2 separate regions of the Mus musculus genome follow, and region 1 is linked to region 2. The links are chromatin contacts, called in public HiChIP or PLAC-seq maps. All regions are on one chromosome and are shown on one strand. Each heading gives the region's core, a stretch centred on a gene start, on an enhancer-like site or on the middle of the called end of the contact. The rest is flanking DNA. Distances are from core to core; before and after follow the strand shown. Region 1 overlaps Nsf (N-ethylmaleimide sensitive fusion protein). Region 2 overlaps Gosr2 (golgi SNAP receptor complex member 2).

Region 1 (2,723 bases), core at 161-2,660, 250 kb after region 2:
GCCAATTCTTATACACTCTACAGTTCTCAGCTTAGACAATACTTATTCTAGGAGACATTCTGGACAGCTGCCCCTCCCCACAGAACTGAGAAGACATGCATGGAAGCCCTGAAGATGACCTTCACTGTCTGCCTACACACTTGAATCATACCTAGGATAATTCTTAAGGTTGGAGACTAGATTTTGCTCATGTCCATACTTCCGGAGGACTACTCCTGGGCCTGGTACAGTGAGTGCTGGTTAATCGTAGATTACAAACCCAATTCAAACCACCCAAAGGACAAGTGTCCAAGGCAGTATCCCTTCAAGGTCATTTAGGATATCACAGAATTAGATTCAGATGACTTAATCACTACACAACTTGGGGCTAGGAAGATAGCTCTGAAGGTAGGGACAAGGGATCCACACAGCAAACTGGATGAGGAACCTAGCCATGTATGGGAGCTCTGAGTTTGGCCAAGAGCTGATATCTCAGTGGATGAAGAGTAATTGAGGGGTGATTCTTTTTTTTTTTTTTAAGATTTATTTATTATTTCATGTAAGTACACTGTAGCTGTCTTCAGACACACCAGAAGAGGGCATCAGATCTCATTGCAGATAGTTGAGAGCTACCATGTGGTTGCTGGGATTTGAACTCCGGACCTTCGGAAGAACAGTCAATGCTCTTAACCACTGAGCCATCTCTCCAGCCCCGAGGGGTGATTCTTGACATAATCCTCTTGCTTTATATACACACACAGAAGACATGTATGTACACAAATATGTGCACCTACACACATGCAAAAAACATACATCCACAAAGGCACACCACATACATATACATATTGGAAAAATATAAATCAATAAATGGAACAAAATTACTTCCATGACAGAGCCAACACAATAGAAACTTTACAAAATGGTAGGTTAACCTCATTTGTAAACCTGTTTACCTGTCAATGTCCTTTAATAGGAAGGGGGTGGGAATCTGTGGATATCATCTGGGCAGCCAATTTAAACAGATGCTACGAGGAAAGGGCCTCCCTATTAGAAGGCAGAAGCATCTGTGTTTTGGTGGTAAGCCAGGCAGGGTATCTCATTTTAAAACAAAGTGTAAGTCCCTATAAATAGTCAAGTTGTCTATTTACCATAGAAATGCCAAGGAAAAATTCCATACTTTTTTTTTTTTTCTAAAACTGACTTTGCCTCTAGGGAAAAAAAAAAATACAAGCCAAACACTACAGGCATATAGCCTTTTAAACATGAAATTATAATCAGTGATGGGTTGTTTTATTAAGGTGAGTTGTTCAAGTTACTGGAACACATAACTGCTTAAGGATATAGGAGTGTCTTCATTGTAATTTAAAATGCCAAACAGTATGGGTAGTGGGCTATAGGCCACTGGCAATTCTTAAAGAATGTCAAGGTTATCAAACAAAAGGGAACTCCAGTGGAAGTAATTATGACATCGGTCATTCCAGAGCCTTTAAACGGCAGAGAATTTGCTTCTTTTCAAAAAGAAAAAAGGGGTGGGGGGAGGAAAGTGCAGGCTTTAAGCAGGATTTTCTGGACAGTATTTCAGTTTGCCAATTTAAATAACACAGTCTTATGTAAAAGTTTCCTTTAGAAAATAGATTACTTGAGTGAACTTTTAAATCAAATAACAGCACGGTCAAATAAAGAAAAATTCAATATGAGGCAGCGAGTGGTAACGAACGCTCCTGTAATCCCAGCACTTGAGGGGTGGAGGCACGAAGATCAGGAGGTTAAGATGACCCTCAGCTACAAAGGGACTAAAGACCAGCCAGGACCACCAGAAACCCTATCCAAAAGGAAAGGGGAAAAGAAAATCAGAGTGTGCTAGCAGACTAGAAAGGGCTCATCACCAGACATTCCCTCCTACCCTGACTATAACCCTGAAGAACATGCTGTCTCTTCCTCAGGCCTCTCGCCTCAGGCCTTGGCTCCATTTCTCCAGAGGTTTGCAGATTCCCACAGGAAAGAGAGGAATACACAGAAACTTGCCCCAGGTCCAGCCTAGCTGACATGCCCCCACTCAAATATTTCTCCTAGGGGATCACTCTGAAGAACTAAGGGTTTAAAATTGCCCTTTCATGTGGGGCAGGGTGTGTGGGAGGGGAGGGGGCGTATGGCCCATGACTTCTATCTGTAATCCCAGCATTGGGAAAGCTGAGGCAGGAAGAGGAATGGCCACAAGTGTTCATGGCTGTTTTAAATGACCATCTCTGAGGAAGAGAAAAGAAACCTTCACTTTGCAACAAAGTAACTCCCAGACCTAGGACTAGTAGCATTAATGAAAACTTAGAATTTCATTTTGGAGTATCACTATCCACATTTCAAATATCACAAGTGCCTGATCTCTACCACTGCAGATGGTTCCAGTAGATACGATTGGTCCAGAGCAACATAGAAATGTTACCATAAATGGTCACCTGCAAGACCACAGAACCTCCTACACTATAAACTCCGATGATACTTGCAGCGCATGCCTGTAATCCCAGCACTTGGGAGGCAGAGGCAGGAGGATTTCTGAGTTCTGAGTTCGAGGCCAGTCTGGTCTACAGAGTGAGTTCCAGGACAGCCAGGGCTATACAGAGAAACCCTGTCTCGAAAAACAAAAACAAAAACAAGAAAAAGGGGGTTGTTTTGGTTTTGGTTTTTGGTTGGTTGGTTGGTTGTGTGTGTGTGTGTGTGTGTGGTTGGTTGGTTGGTTTTGGTTTGTT
Region 2 (2,757 bases), core at 217-2,716:
AGGTTGCCAACTGAACTTCTTATAGTAATGAGGCTAAAAGAAAAATAAAAGGCACAAAGGAAAGGGAAGATTAGTATGGAAATACCCAGAGGCTTTCTGAAAGAATGGGTAGGCTGAGATGTGTTAGAACCCTCAAAATAGACCACATATCAATCGGAAAGACCCAGGAAAGAACCCGCAGAGGTAGAAAGCATGACAGTCATTTTCCTTATCCCCTTGATAAAGCTGTCAAAACGACCTCTTTCCACTTCTAATCAGGCAACAGTGAGATTGCTGGGAAGGCAAACAAAGGCCAGTGGGCAGAAACTCAAGTGCACAGAGCACGAACCCAGGCGGTTGCCTTCCTCCCAAGAAATAACAGCCCAAGGACCACCCTCTTCCTAGGCCCTCACACCTGCAGCAAACACAGACAGTTTAGATTAGAGCACTGTAGGGTGCAGAGCTAAGGGAAGAGCCATGCTGGGGAGCCAGGCTGGGGAAAAAGAAGAAACGAAAGAGGCCTGGCCAGAGCTGGGCAGTGAGGAGACAAGAGCTTCCTATAGGGCCAGCTCAGTAAGGGGCCTCTGCTTGGAACAAAACCAAAAACCCTCCAACCACAACCCACATGCTTCACAGAAGGAACTGTGGTGTGGGAACTAAACTAATTAATATTGCTAGTTGTCTGAATAATCCTACTAAGAAGCCAGAGTTCTCAACTCAGAAGAAATGGCCAGTTCCAGGTCAACATGTCTGTATTTTCAGACTAGGTAATTAGATTAAGACAGATGGAGAGAACTTCCATTCCCATAGGGTCATGTCAGGTTGAGTGGAAGGGTAATGGGGGATAAAACTGGTGGGACTCCAAAGGGCACAATCGGGGAAATCTATTGGCCATGGGGTTTTTCTGTCCATTCTAACAACAACTCATTCCATGCTGAGTCATTAAGCCCCCAAGGCAGAATGCAGTCAGGAAACCCAGCCCATTAGCCCCGTGTCATCAGAGAAAGGCCTCTGCTCTCCCTGGTTAATTACTCACAGTGCACAGACTGCTTGTCTGCCCTCTCCAGGCGTCCCATGTGAGACTGGATCTCCTGAACCTGCCTATCAAAGGAAGAGAGGAAATGAGTGAGACAGGAATAATCACTAGCACCTCAGTCAGGAAAGACAACTTTTTCTAATGCCATCTTGCAACTGAATTAAGTTGACAGTGCTACTCAACTGTAAAATGTGTATGTGGCACTTTAGGCCACCCATTTTGGCATCATTTTGAATATCCTAATGCTAATAATACTGCTAGCATTTGGTGAGTTAAGCGCTTACTGTATCTGAGACACTGCTAAGGCAATAACCCCAAGAGGAAAAGCACCATCACTGCTCTCATTTTATAAATAAAAACTGAAACCCAGATAGGTCAAGTAAGTTGCTCAAGGCCACACAGCAGAAGATAAACCTCAACCAGTATCCAGCCAATCCCACTCTCTGTTCTGTGACCTAATGTGCTGAGCACTGGTCTGCCTACCAAGAGTCAAAGGGCAAGGGAGATAGAATCCTTGCCCTGAGAAACAATGTAATTAGGACCTGACAGGCCAGATAGACATGAAAAATCCCTGAGCAGATTTACAAAGAACCCAACACACACAAGCAGAAGCAAACAGACCACTGAGGGAGGAGTGTGTGCAGGGCAGCCAAGGAGATGGGAAGGCTGGGGCTAAGGAAGGGTAAACTGGAGTTCTGTGAGTGGAAGGAGTTGTGTTTGCTTGGTTTTCAGACAAGATCTCCTTTACATAGCCCAGGCTTGCCTTGAACTTGTGATCCTTAGCCTACACAGTGCTAGGATTACAGTCATGTATGCCACCATGTAGGATTTGAATGCAGGTCTGAGCATCACTTTTAAGAAGGTAGAATGAGGTTTGGTGAAGAAAGGTTGGAAGACAATGATCTGCAGAAGGCATGCAAGGCATTTCACATGGGATAAAAGCAAAATGGAGTGCTTGGAAGACAGTCAGGGAGAGAAAGAGCAGAGGGGACCAGGCAGTGGAAGGACCACTTAAGAGGATGGCCTGAGAGATAGGCATCTCCTGTTTTGTAAACATCTTTCCATGACAACAGGAGGAGTGCCACCTCGTCTGGAAATAGAACATATCCCAGAGCACTCTCTGGAGACTTTCCAGGCCAAAGTCACCTTCCAAACTCTTCCTAGTGGCTCCCCATCACTTGTCAGCCCTTGGAATGTTGTCTATGTTGGCCACAATAGCCTCCTGTGCTTATACAAGGCTCTCTACATAGGGACCATGTGAAAGAGGCTCATCTCCAGCCCTTAAAGGAAATCTCAACAATCTCTCTCTACTGTGAACATTATATACCATGACCTCAAATTTTACCAGGGCCAGCCAGGTGCCCCAATCTGGTTTCAGTGAATCTCTAGCCTTTTCCATCGCTTTCCTGTAAGTGACCAGAGAGCCAATCCAGCTGTCTAAGACTTCCTGAATGCTACAAGGCAAGACTTGTGATTCCAAGAAGCAACCAGAAATCCCAGCTAGAGTCCAAGACCTGTCAGCTGCTTCAGGAAGGGAAATGCAGAGTGCTTTGGAAAGAGTGGGGCACTGGAGGCACACAGGCTGATACGAGGATGCAGATGGAGGTTTCTGATCTATAGAACACCAGGGTGAGGACAACAGCAGTGGACTGATGGGTTGATGGGTAGGAAAAGTATAATTCTTATTAGCAGGAAGAAAGAGGACAAAGGCAATCTGTGGTAAATCTGCAATGGTACCTTAA

Evidence for each region. HiChIP or PLAC-seq counts read pairs in DNA pulled down with a chosen protein or histone mark.
Region 1: a contact with region 2 is called in an H3K27ac HiChIP or PLAC-seq map of embryonic stem cells, with 5 read pairs. The contact joins two enhancer-like sites. A contact is called at or near these places in 23 of 39 promoter capture datasets (the 3T3-L1 cell line, 3T3-L1-derived adipocytes, the C10 cell line and 16 more), 1 of 15 datasets of contacts at CTCF or cohesin (the NIH/3T3 cell line), 2 of 484 Hi-C or Micro-C datasets (the G1E-ER4 cell line and cochlea), 16 of 115 datasets of contacts at active chromatin or transcription factors (the NIH/3T3 cell line, the SCID.adh cell line, acute myeloid leukemia and 10 more) and 3 of 9 other capture datasets (adipose tissue, liver and pancreatic islet).

What each region holds. Positions count from the first base shown.
Region 1 is chr11:103,934,526-103,937,248 of GRCm38.p6, forward strand. The region is part of intron 1 of Nsf (N-ethylmaleimide sensitive fusion protein); the gene reads right to left. Among named protein-coding and RNA genes, the nearest start is that of Nsf, 18 kb to the right of the region's middle. Within about 2 kb of position 1,411, at least 9 of the 459 cell types and tissues checked have an H3K27ac peak or open chromatin away from gene starts, as enhancers often do. A contact at or near this core is called in embryonic stem cells, where this site is marked.
Region 2 is chr11:103,688,240-103,690,996 of GRCm38.p6, forward strand. It overlaps Gosr2 (golgi SNAP receptor complex member 2), which reads right to left. Exons shown (of 6, transcript NM_019650.4): 2 at 1,016-1,080. Among named protein-coding and RNA genes, the nearest start is that of Gosr2, 8.1 kb to the right of the region's middle. Within about 2 kb of position 1,467, at least 81 of the 459 cell types and tissues checked have an H3K27ac peak or open chromatin away from gene starts, as enhancers often do. A contact at or near this core is called in embryonic stem cells, where this site is marked.